4 separate regions of the Mus musculus genome follow, and all the other regions are linked to region 4. The links are chromatin contacts, called in public promoter capture Hi-C maps. All regions are on one chromosome and are shown on one strand. The core of a region is the stretch at or near the end of the contact, and the rest is flanking DNA. Distances in the headings are between cores, read along the strand shown.

Region 1 (2,700 bases), core at 113-2,612, 2.4 Mb before region 4:
GGTCAACGTGGGACACGATGCAGCCGCCGGGCTGGTAGTCGTTGATGACCGCGCTGTTGACGAAGCCCTCGGGGATGACGCGGTGCTCCACCAGCTTCTGGATCACCAGCTGATGCACCCAGTCCGGGATCTCGTCGACGTCGCCCGGCGGGTAGAGGCGCTCCTGGCCCGGCCCGCGCTTCTGCAGCTGGGCCCCGTACGTGTAGCCCTCGCCGAAGAAGTACTTGTTGCGCAGGGGGGCCCGGTCCACCGTGTGCTCGTTGTACAGGCCCTTCTCGGCGCGGGACACCACCTCATCGATGCGGGCCTCGATCTTGGAGCACTCATCCTGACTGAAGAGCCGGATCTGCCGGATGCCGCTCTTCACCTTGCGCGCCTCTTCCTCCTTCTGCAACTGATGCTCCTCGTAGTCGCTGCGCTCGGGGTCCGAGTCCTCCTGGTATTTCCGCTTGGTGGTCCCGGACGCCGGGTAAGGCTCAGCGGCGGCCGCGGCAGCGGCAGCGGCAGCCACGGCGGCGGCCGCAGCGGCGGCGGCCTCCCGACTGCCCGCCTTGTAGTTGTCCCGGGACGTCATGGACTTGAGCTTCTCCCGCAGGTCGGTGTAGCCGCTGGCGGCCGCCATGGCCCCCGCCAACTCAACTCTAGGGTCCTCCGCGGCGGTCCGGCATGGCTCTCAGGGGACCCGAAAGGGACCCGAAAGGGAAGCGAGGGTCCTCAGTGCCAGGCCCCCATGCGTGGCTCAAGGGACCAAAGGGGTAGGCGTAGAGGGGCCGGGAAGGGGTCGAACCTCAGCCGCGGTCGGTCATGCAGCACCAGCTACAGCGGGGCTTCCTCCTCCTCCACCTTCTCCGCGTCCTGAGGGAAAAAGGCGCCGGCAGCGCCTCATGCCGCGGAGGGCTTCGGCCAAGACTCCGCCAGACTCCCGGTCGGACCCTCAGACGCCCGGCCCGGCCCGCACTTTAAAGCTCTCCTCACGACGTCACCGCCAGCCCGCCCGACCTCCGACAGCGCCGCTCCTTAGCGGGCTTCTCGACGCGCGTGCGCACTGCCGGCGGCCACGAGACTCCACGTACTTTGAGCATGCGCGTGCGTGCCGCCCAGTCGGCGGAGAGGCCGGCGCATGCGCAGACGAGGCCCGCTCGTCGGCCGCCGCCCCTCCCCCCACCCGCGGAAAGCTTCGAGAACAGCTCCCGAAAACAACAATTTGCCTGCACGCCAAGCCGCCTCCGGGGCCGAGGGACTCCACCCGCCGGAGTGTGCTCGCGGTGTCCACTGGACAGCGCTGCCGCGTCACGGCATCGTGCGGATGCCCGCAGACGCCTCAGCTTCCAGCGCACAAATCCTCGGGAATCGCCACAACCCAGTCCGCCCCGTGACCGCCCCCTTTGGAGCTTCCACTTTCTTAATTGGACTGCCGGCCACGCGTTGGGCAAACACGGACTGGAGTTTCCAGAGTCGGTTGGTAAATCATGCTTGTCAATCAACTAGTCTCCTTGGCTACTGCGTCCATCACTTAATTAGCTTCGGGCAGAAGCTCGAGGACCCCTGAAGAGTGAATGGGTGGCTAAGTAAGTGCCTGAATGGAGTTCTCGGCGACGAAAAGCCCTCAGGACTCCGGTGAAGCTTCGGAAACAGTGGAAAGTTAAAATTACGGGCAGGAGAGCATCAGGCCCAAACTGTGGAGCAAGCCAGGACAACAAAAGCTGGAGGCGCGCGGTCCGGGCACCCACACCCCATTCCCGCCGCCATCGCTTCCCGAAGCGGACGTTCCACAAGTCACGTCCCGGGACTGCCCACGGGTCGCGCAGCCGCGGGCACGCGCACGGGCACGTCACGTTCCTACTGGGGTTGGGCGTTGTTATAGGGGGCGACAAAAAGGCTTTCCTGTCTGAAGGGCGCAGATTTACCACGGATCGGTCCAAATTGGAAATATTCTTCAGACAGAAAATAAATAAATTGCACAGTGGGATGGTAAATGCGTCTCAGCACTCTGGAGACTGGTTGGAGGATAGCTCACAAATTGGATGCCAACCTAGGCTACACAGCGAGCCTCTGTCTCAAAACAACTACAACAAACCCAAACAATAAAAAATCCTGAAGCGGAGGAGAAAGCCTGAACAAAGGTTTAGCCGTGCTGGAGGTCCCTGGGCACTCCAGCAAATAGGAATAGCAAAGAGGTTCTGCTCTGAACCTCCCCAAGATGAATTCCAGCTTCCTTTTCTGGTTCCCAGTCCCTTTTCCAGTCTTTGATACTCCGTCAGATTTTCATATATCGCCGCCCCTCCTGGCTGTCCATGCTGTCTGTCATCTGTAATGCCTGTCCATCTACAGTGTCTGTCACACAGCTCACCCCTTGTCTTCCAGGCATCCCAGAGTCTGGTGTGTAAAACCAGGAACCAGTACTTACCTCGAACGGTGGTTGTGAGGATGGAATGACGCAGCAGAAGGATTGCTGATACAGCATCCAGACCTCAGTCTTCTAATCTGAAAACTGAGGGTGGCAGCAGTCTCTGTTGGAAAGTGGGGACTGTGTGGTAACTTGGAAAAGTTTGTGGAGTGGAAAGCCAAGAAATTAGGGAATCCAGGCCACCCTCTCTCCCAAACAGCAGGCAGACAAAAGGGAAATGGGTCTGGGGATTCCCGGGGCAGCCCCTTGGGCCCAGGTGACAGAGAGAGGGTGGAAGGGCAGCTGCAGGTAGA
Region 2 (2,700 bases), core at 15-2,514, 2.6 Mb after region 4:
AAACATTAGGCAGAGCTTGGGAAGTCCTGTGGAAGACTATAAGGAAATTTTGAGGGAGCCAGAGGAGTCAAGGACACCACAAGAAAACCTAGAGAGTCAACTCACCTGGGCCTGTGGAGGTTCACAAAGACTGAACCACCAACCAAAGAGCATGCATGGGCTGGTCCTAGGCCCTCAACACATGTAGCAGATGTGAAGCTTGGTTCCATGTGGATCCCTGAACAATTGGAGCAGCAGGAACTGTCTCTGACTCCATTCCCTGCCTTCCCCTAACTGGGCTGCCTTATCTGGCCTCAGTAGGAGAGGATGCTCTTAGTCCTGCTGTGACTTGATAGGTCAGGGCCAGCTGGTACCCACAAGGGGCATTCCTTTCTCTGAGGAGGGGGTGTGAGAGTGGGACTTGGAGGAGAGGAAGAAGAGGGGCTGCAATTGGGATGTAAAATGAATAAACGAATTAATGAAAAAAATGATAAACTGAGTCTGCCTGAGCACATCTGGACTGAGGCTCATGGTGTTTTACTTACATACAGCTATTTTTTAAAAAATCATGGTAAGGATTTTGAAAGACTTAAAAGATAAATTCCATGACCTCTCTGGAGCGACAGAAGACCTGAAAAGACCCTGAGGCCTGGGAAGTGCATGAGGCTGGTCTCTGCCAGCACTCCAAGGGTTAAACTCAAGCCAGAGCCTAACGTGCAATTGGCCGAACCTGGAGAGAAGATATGGTTTTCGCAGCTGCGGGCCAATGAACACTCCGAGTGGGAGGGTTTGAAGCTTCTAAGGAGTTTTTCCCCCCATTTTCCCCTCTCCACCCCCTCCCGTCGGTCCTCGCCCCCACCATCCTCTACGCCGCCAGTTTGTTAAATTAATGCAGTAAGAAAGTCTGAAGATCTGAGGGAGTCTGGCCAGAAGAAGATGGGCGAGCTTAGAAATTGGAGATGCCTGTGAAAGCTTGGGTTCTTGAGCCCTGCTGGGAAGCCATGGACCCCAGCAGCCCCTGAAAGTTGTGGTGGGCTCTCTTGCTCCTGCAGCCCCAAGCAATGGGACACCTTTCTTGCAGCGATCCCAACTTATTCGTCGGGGACCAGAGAACACGGACTGCAAGGCGGCAGCAGACAGGAACGGAGGCAGGGGAACGAGATTCCGGGACTCGGTCGCGATGCGCCAGCCTGGCACACTCTCCGACATCTAACTGAAGCCAGCACCGTCACCTGCTCCACCCCCCCCCCCAACCCCTAAAACCCCTCGGGCCAGCCCAGGGCCAGAAAGAAGATGCCAGCCGGGTCTAAGGGTCTGAGGCCAGGGCTCTGATCCCCACGGATTTCTTCCTTTCATGGAGCTGGCCATCTCGACAGGAAAATAAGGGTAAAAATAAAGAAGAAGAAGAGTAAAGAAAGAAAGAAAAGAAGAAAATATACCCACCCCCAAACGTGCCTCCCAGCGCCGCAGGGAGCCTCCAGCGAGTAGAGCTTCAGCCGCGCTCTTCCCGCCCGCAGCCGGGCTGGACGCTCTCCGTGGTGCTGAACCTGCACGACTGCCGCTGTCCGCGGTACCTTAGCTGCCTGGCTGCAATTCTCCCCCGGCTCTGACACCTCGTCCCTCTACTCCCTGCCCCCTTAAACATCTGGATTATTATCCCCAGTGGCGCTCTCTGGCTTCGTAAGTGCCCATCGAAAACATTTTTGCACCCCCATAACTCGTGGACTTTACAGCACTAGAATCTGGAAGATGTACAGCTTCAATACTCTGCGATTCTACCTTTGGGAGACCATTGTATTCTTCAGGTACGCGATTTTCTATACTGACCACTATCCTTATGGTGCAATAGGGGTTCAGGAGGAGTAGGGAGGCTGACTCTGCCGCGGCTTCATCAATTGGGGAGGGGGTGCTGTGTGCTGAAGGCCCTTCCATCCCTCTCCTTCCCCCACCCCCCACCCGCAGGGTGTCTGGCTGGTGCGTGTAGGTCCCAGACAGTGGCTGCTCCTGGTTGCTCCGGCAGCGGTTTGCCTGTTCTTTGCAGTCTGTCTGCTTACTGCACTCCCCGCAAAATTGGGGCCCCAGCCCCCTAGCCCCTCTGCTCGTTACCCTTCACTCGACTGAGGACTTAAGGGGAAGCTTTGTGAGTTTTTTAGTTTAATTGGGACCGCATTCTCTCAAACCGCAGTGCTGGAAACCCCGGGTCTCCCGTCTGGGAGCGAAGTGACAACTAGCGGTGACGCGGAAGGTTGCAGTTGGACTGGCTGGGCACAAAACAGCATTCTGTCTCTCTTTTTGTTGTTTTGCTTCGGGGTCAGGGGTTTCTGTAGTTTGGAGCTGGGAAAAAACGCAGTTATGACCGCAGCTTACAAAGCCCTAACTTAAATGCAGATCAGGCCTATTTAATAATAGATGCTAGAAAATATTTTCCTTTTATAACTTTGACTCCCTCCTCCCTGATACACGCTTCTTTCCAAACTCTGTTACAACAGACCCTCCGCTACTCCAAAGGGCAGTTCTTCTTTATGAATGGATGCCTATATCTGCTGCCATAACTAGGCTCCCCACGCCCACCCACTGACTCCTAATTCTCTGCTTACAGACTTGGCATTCTTGTCTTAGTCCAAGTGAAAAGTGAAAAATTACATCTTTAGGAAGTATTGAAACAGATAGGCCTTTCGAAAGTGGGCAAATCATGCCGTCTTCAGAGGAGATGATGATAAA
Region 3 (2,700 bases), core at 84-2,583, 2.6 Mb before region 4:
AGTGGGTAAGAGCACTGCTGCTCTTGCAGAGGGCCAAGGTTCTGTTCTCTGAACCCTTGTGGTGGTTCACAGCCAACTATAACTCCAGTTCTAGGGGATTTAACACCCTTTTGCCTGCCTCTGCCTTCTGAGGGCTGGGACTAAAGGCTGCACTACTACCTCCTGACTCTAAAATGATTTTTTAAATCTTATCATTTTAAATTAATTTTGTTACTAAACAATGTATTTTTATATTTTTATGCACACATGGCAATAATATATATTTAAAAATTTATTTTATTTATATATGCAAGTGTTTGTCTGCATGTATGTGTGTACCACATGCATGCATTGGCCACAGAGGTCAGAAGTGTGCATCAGAGCCCCTGGAACTGAAGGTATAAATGGTTGTGAGCCACCCATGTGGGTACTGGGAATTGAACTCAGGACCTCGGCAAAAGCAACAAATGCTCTTAACCACTGATCCATCTCTCTAGCCCCATGGCAATATGATTTGCTTCATTCGTTTTTACTAGCGTGTGTAACACAAACAACGCAAACTCTTGTTTAGGCTAAGCAGGCTCTCTAACACCGAGCCACACAGCCAGCCTCATTTTAATATTTGAGACAGCCAGCTAGCCTGAATCTTGGTATTTAGTCAGGTTGCCCTCTGTCTCAAGATCCCTCTGCCAAAGCCTGTAGAGTTCTGGTCATGCCAGCTGGGTTTTTGTTTGTCTTGTTTGTTTTTTTGTTTACTTATTTATTTGAGATAGGGATTACTGTGGGCTGACACCAGGACCCGCGGTGGTGGCGCACGCCTTTAATCCAGCACTTGGGAGGCAGAGGCAGGTGGATTTCTGAGTTCGAGGCCAGCCTGGTCTACAGAGCGAGTTCCAGGACAGCCAGGGCTAGACAGAAAAACCCTGTCTCAAAAAACCAAAAAAAAAAAAAAAAAAAAAGATCTATTTATGTCAGGCATGGTAGCACATACTTTTAATCCTAGAACTCTGGAGGCAGATCCCCTGGACACTTGTGCATTAGTTACTGGAAACTGAACCCGAACCAGGCTCGATCCCCAATCCTATCCAGGTCTTCTGGATCACAAAACACTCCTACAATCAGCAATACTGCCCAAAAGTCCCAGGTCCCAAGGTAAGGAACCGCCCAGTCCCCTCCTCCTTCCCACCCCCTCCAGTTCAGAGCTCTTTTTTTTTTTTTTTTTTTCCGTCAGGCTTTGCCCTGCTCTGAGCGCGGGCGAATCGCGCGTGGGCAGCTGGGGGCGGGCTCTACCTGGATGCTCCCACTGATTGGGCCGCTGTAGGGGCGGGGCGGGACCAGGCTGCGCTGGGGAGAGTTTAGTGGAGCTCCGGCCTCTGCGCGCCAAGTTTGGGTTTCCCCCGGACGTGGTGTGTCACGTGGTGGGGAGGCTGGTTCCCGGAGCACGTGCTGGGCTGTTAGGACAGCCCGCTGCGGGGTTCCGGCTGGAGGTGTTGCTGTGGTCACTTTCCGCGCGCTCTCCAGGAATTCGGCGATCCACTTGCCTCTGCCTCCCTAGTGCTGGGATTAAAGGCGTGCGCCACCACAACGCGTTTAGTCCCTTTCATAAAGACCGGAGGAACAGACGTTTACGGCCAGCTCCCGAAACCAAGTGAACTGGAGGCCACCCTGCACCAAGGGTTGGAACCTTTTCACAAAATCCACGCTCCTAATACAAGGTATGTAATTTCTAATCTTTGCGATTGTTTCTTTTTGTTTTGTTTGAGGTGTGAGTGTCACACATGCTGTCCTCGAACTTGATGTGTAGCCAAGGATGACCTTGAACTTCTAATGGTTCTGCCTCCACCTCACCAGTAAGAGCTATCGCTCTCGGTTCATGTGGTGCTGGGATGGAACCCCTTGGTTTATACATGTTAACGAAGCTTCCGAGGTTTGTCTGTAATCACTGCTTTTGATTTACTAGTACAACCCTGATTATCTGCAGTGCGTTACTCTATCTAGGGGACAGGTTGGCTTGTAGCGTTCTTAGCCCAGTGCCTCTATTTCAAGGTCTGGAAGTTAGGTGACCTTTGGTTAGCTGAAGCAAGCACAAATGTGTTTAATTGAGCCAGGCAGTTGCTGGACCAGAAACACCAGTTTAGGCTCCGTACAGAATACATTTAAAATTTCTTCCTTGAGGGGAAATTGAATGGAGGTGAGTAATTGTGTTACCCAGGATTCTGGGAAGCACCAAAAGTAAACAGGAGTTCACATTCTGCCTCTGTTATATGACCTTAGTTAAAGCCACTCCAAGGCCTTTGAGAGCCTCCTCTCTTTATAAAGCAGGGCACAGAGAGACTCGCACTGTTCCTGTCCCCATTACAGCCTAACACGTGGGTATGGACTTTGGCAGACCTATAGACAGTAATAAGGAAATGCTGTATGTTTTCCCCAAAGTTAGCTCAAAAACGACAGTTCAGCAGCCAGGGCTCTGCAGAGAGACCCTGTCTTGGAAAACAAAATAATCAAAAGTCTATAGTGTGAAGATCTTCTTCCTAAGTAAGCCCTAAGTAAGCCAGGAGTGGTGGTGGCACACGCAGGAAGATCTCTGTGAATTCAAGGCCAGCCTGGTCTACATAGAAAAACCCTCTCTAAAAACATAAAACTAATGCCCTGGCCTGGGTATTGTGGTGTATGGCCTTTAATCCCACCCAGCAGACAAAGAGGTAGAAGTAGGCAGAGTTC
Region 4 (2,700 bases), core at 145-2,644:
GTGGATGCACGACGGGGGTAAAACCCTGAAAGGAAGGAAGCCCATAAGACAACAGAAACTTGGACCTCTCTGCCGTTCTGGGAGCCACGTCACCACCACCCTTATCCAGACACTACAGAGCTGGCTCGTCTCCCATCCAGATACACCTGCAATCTCTAGGCCTTCAAACTTTCTTCTCCAGTTTGAATCACTGGTGTTTACATTTTACATAGTTAAAGCCAGCGGCACACTGTCACTTCACTGGGCCTTGGTTTTCATGTATGTAAGAAAGAGGAAAGAGGCAATGTCTCTAAGGCCTCTAACATCATTTTATATCATCACTCACAGCAGGGTGACAGAACCATAAGCTGCTCAACTCTGACTTCAATCTTTCAAAGAAGCCATTAGGATAAACTATTAAACAAGATTTTGTGAGCGTGAGGTACCTACTGTCTGCCATCCCTTAGAAACTGCCTTGCATTTCTCAAAACCTCAATACAGATTTGGCAATCAATATGGTGTCTGGTAAATTAAGTATGCCATGAATTAACAGTGACAAAGTTTCATGAATACTTACAGGTTTTATGAATACTCAGGACTGAAATGGGTTTTAAACGGAATCAAACAACTATAATTATATTATGTCAAAATATTGCTCCAAAGAAGCAATTCATTTGCAAGTACTATATATGTAATCGAAACTTCGGATGTACCCTACGGATCCATGCCAGTGCTAACTCAACTGCATAGGGACGCTTGTGTCCTAGCAGGACAGTGCATGGCCTAGGATCCCAGCCTCTGACTGGTAAGCAGAAGCCAGACTGACTTATGGCGAGACTCAAACAAACAAACAAAAGGCTTTCTCGAGAGGCTCCAGAATGTTCTGCAGAGCAAAAGGCTCAAACTCCAGTTGCTGAGAAACAACAGCGAACGAATGTACAATGTCAGGCAAGCCTCGAGTCTCCAAACAGTCCTTGCCCACGGCAAGTGAATAAAGAAATAACCAGGAATGTTTGTTGGTATAGCACACAAAGTCGAAGATTCGAATCGTGCCTACGGAATAGGGAGAGGCTGGTCAGAAAACACCGAGAGGAGCCCCCGGAGGCAACAGTCTCTATGGGGTTCTGGGTCGGGCCGCCCTCCACCTGAGGCCGAAAGTACTGCCTGGCACACAAGTGCACTGTGATCGATGCAGATCAGGCGCAGCCTGCAAGATCTTCGTGGCAGGACTCTTACCGCAGCGTCTGCGTTGCCCAGATCCTCAGGTTAGGTACCCTCAGTGCACCTGCAACGTGAATACGAGCTGTCAACTTCGATTCTCTTTATCTCCTCCTTCCCAAATTCTAAGAAAGACTCAAGCCTTACCCAACTCTCGCAGTAGTGCGGCCGCCATGCTGAGCCCTACGGAAGCCTCCGGGATCAAACGCCGGCTGACTATACGCATGCGCAGTCCGAGGCCGGCTTCCGGGACCGGAAAAGTCAGAGTGCGTTGTCATGGAGACCAGGAATGCGTCGTCCTTGTGAAAAGTCTGGTCAGAGCAGTCTTTCTTTGGAGTGAATGACCTCATAAAGACTGAAAATCAGAAAAACTGTGACCTCACCTCATAACAGCCTGAAAAGGGCAGGAGAACCTTTTAATCCTAAATATTTAAGGCCAAAGATACAAGAAAGACCACTGATCCAAATCATAATGGCCAAGTTAATTAAAGCAAGCAATTAATTAAAGCAAGCTTTTTTTATTTGCATACAGGAACTGCTTCCCCCTAAAGCAACGTTTGAGAAGGCAGCATCGGATATGAGGAAGACAAGGTTTCTATAGCTCAGGGGTTGGGTGTTTCCAAATGGATTTGCTAGGTGGAGGTTACAGGAGCAGAACTAGAACAGGAGCTGACTAATAAGTTAGTCCCATAAACAGAAACAGACTAGCAAATTGGTCATAACCACCTCCTGAAAGAAAGTTATGATCACAAGGTGGTCCTAAGAAGGTAGTCATAAAAACCTTTTTTTTTTTTTTTTTTTTTTGGTTTTTTGAGACAGGGTTTCTCTGTATAGCCCTGGCTGTCCTGGAACTCATTCTGTAGACCAGGCTAGCCTTGAACTCAGAAATCCGCCTGCCTCTGCCTCCCGAGTGCTGGGATTAAAGGTGTGGGCCACCATGACCGGCCATAAAAACCTTTTGAAACAAAGGTAGGATTAACAAGATGGTTTTGAAACAAAGACACAGTTGCCATTTTCTGGAACCCACAGAACCATGTATAGTTAAGATTACAGGTGTGGCATAGCCCAATCAGTGAGAAATGGAGGTTTAATCATAAACAGGAATGAATCTAGTTTGCCTCTACTATAAGATACCTTTTGGGCTGGTGAGATGGCTCAGTGGGTAAGAGCACCCGACTGCTCTTCTGAAGGTTCGAAGTTCAAATCCCAGCAACCACATGGTGGCTTACAACCACCCATGATGAGATCTGACTCCCTCTTCTGGTGTGTCTGAAGACAGCTACAGTGTACTTACATATAATAAATAAATAAATCTTTAAAAAAAAAAAAGATACCTTTTAAGCCTAAAATGGAGGCAGGCTGGTTCATCAAACTCTGTCTTCAGTGGGCCTCAGGGTTCTTGTTAAAAATGACTGTAACATCAGCATGTGGGAGACTGGTGTTAAAGAACCACCATGTTACACAAGCCGGGCTCTGTCTCAGAGAAAAGGAGCCTGGCGTAGC

The links. Promoter capture Hi-C pulls out the DNA fragments that hold promoters and counts their contacts.
Region 1: a promoter capture Hi-C map of pre-B cells shows a contact between it and region 4, with 4 times the contacts expected there. The contact joins the promoter of Alkbh5 here to the promoter of Mrpl22 in region 4. A contact is called at or near these places in 5 of 39 promoter capture datasets (the C10 cell line, hippocampal neurons, liver and 1 more).
Region 2: a promoter capture Hi-C map of second pharyngeal arch cranial neural crest shows a contact between it and region 4, with 5 times the contacts expected there. The contact joins the promoter of Glra1 here to the promoter of Mrpl22 in region 4. A contact is called at or near these places in 2 of 39 promoter capture datasets (hippocampal neurons and second pharyngeal arch cranial neural crest).
Region 3: a contact with region 4 is called in a promoter capture Hi-C map of cranial neural crest. The contact joins the promoter of Shmt1 here to the promoter of Mrpl22 in region 4. A contact is called at or near these places in 2 of 39 promoter capture datasets (cranial neural crest and hippocampal neurons).

The regions. Positions count from the first base shown.
Region 1 is chr11:60,536,345-60,539,044 of GRCm38.p6, reverse strand. Alkbh5 (alkB homolog 5, RNA demethylase) reads right to left here and starts at 1,362. Exons shown (of 4, transcript NM_172943.4): 1 at 1-1,362. The coding sequence starts at 622.
Region 2 is chr11:55,606,762-55,609,461 of GRCm38.p6, reverse strand. It overlaps Glra1 (glycine receptor, alpha 1 subunit), which reads left to right and starts at 1,264. Exons shown (of 9, transcript NM_020492.4): 1 at 1,264-1,784. The coding sequence starts at 1,729.
Region 3 is chr11:60,809,898-60,812,597 of GRCm38.p6, reverse strand. It overlaps Shmt1 (serine hydroxymethyltransferase 1 (soluble)), which reads left to right and starts at 1,333. Exons shown (of 12, transcript NM_009171.2): 1 at 1,333-1,694.
Region 4 is chr11:58,170,358-58,173,057 of GRCm38.p6, reverse strand. It overlaps Mrpl22 (mitochondrial ribosomal protein L22), which reads right to left and starts at 1,394. Exons shown (of 7, transcript NM_175001.5): 1 at 1,345-1,394; 2 at 1,216-1,264; 3 at 1-25. The coding sequence starts at 1,372.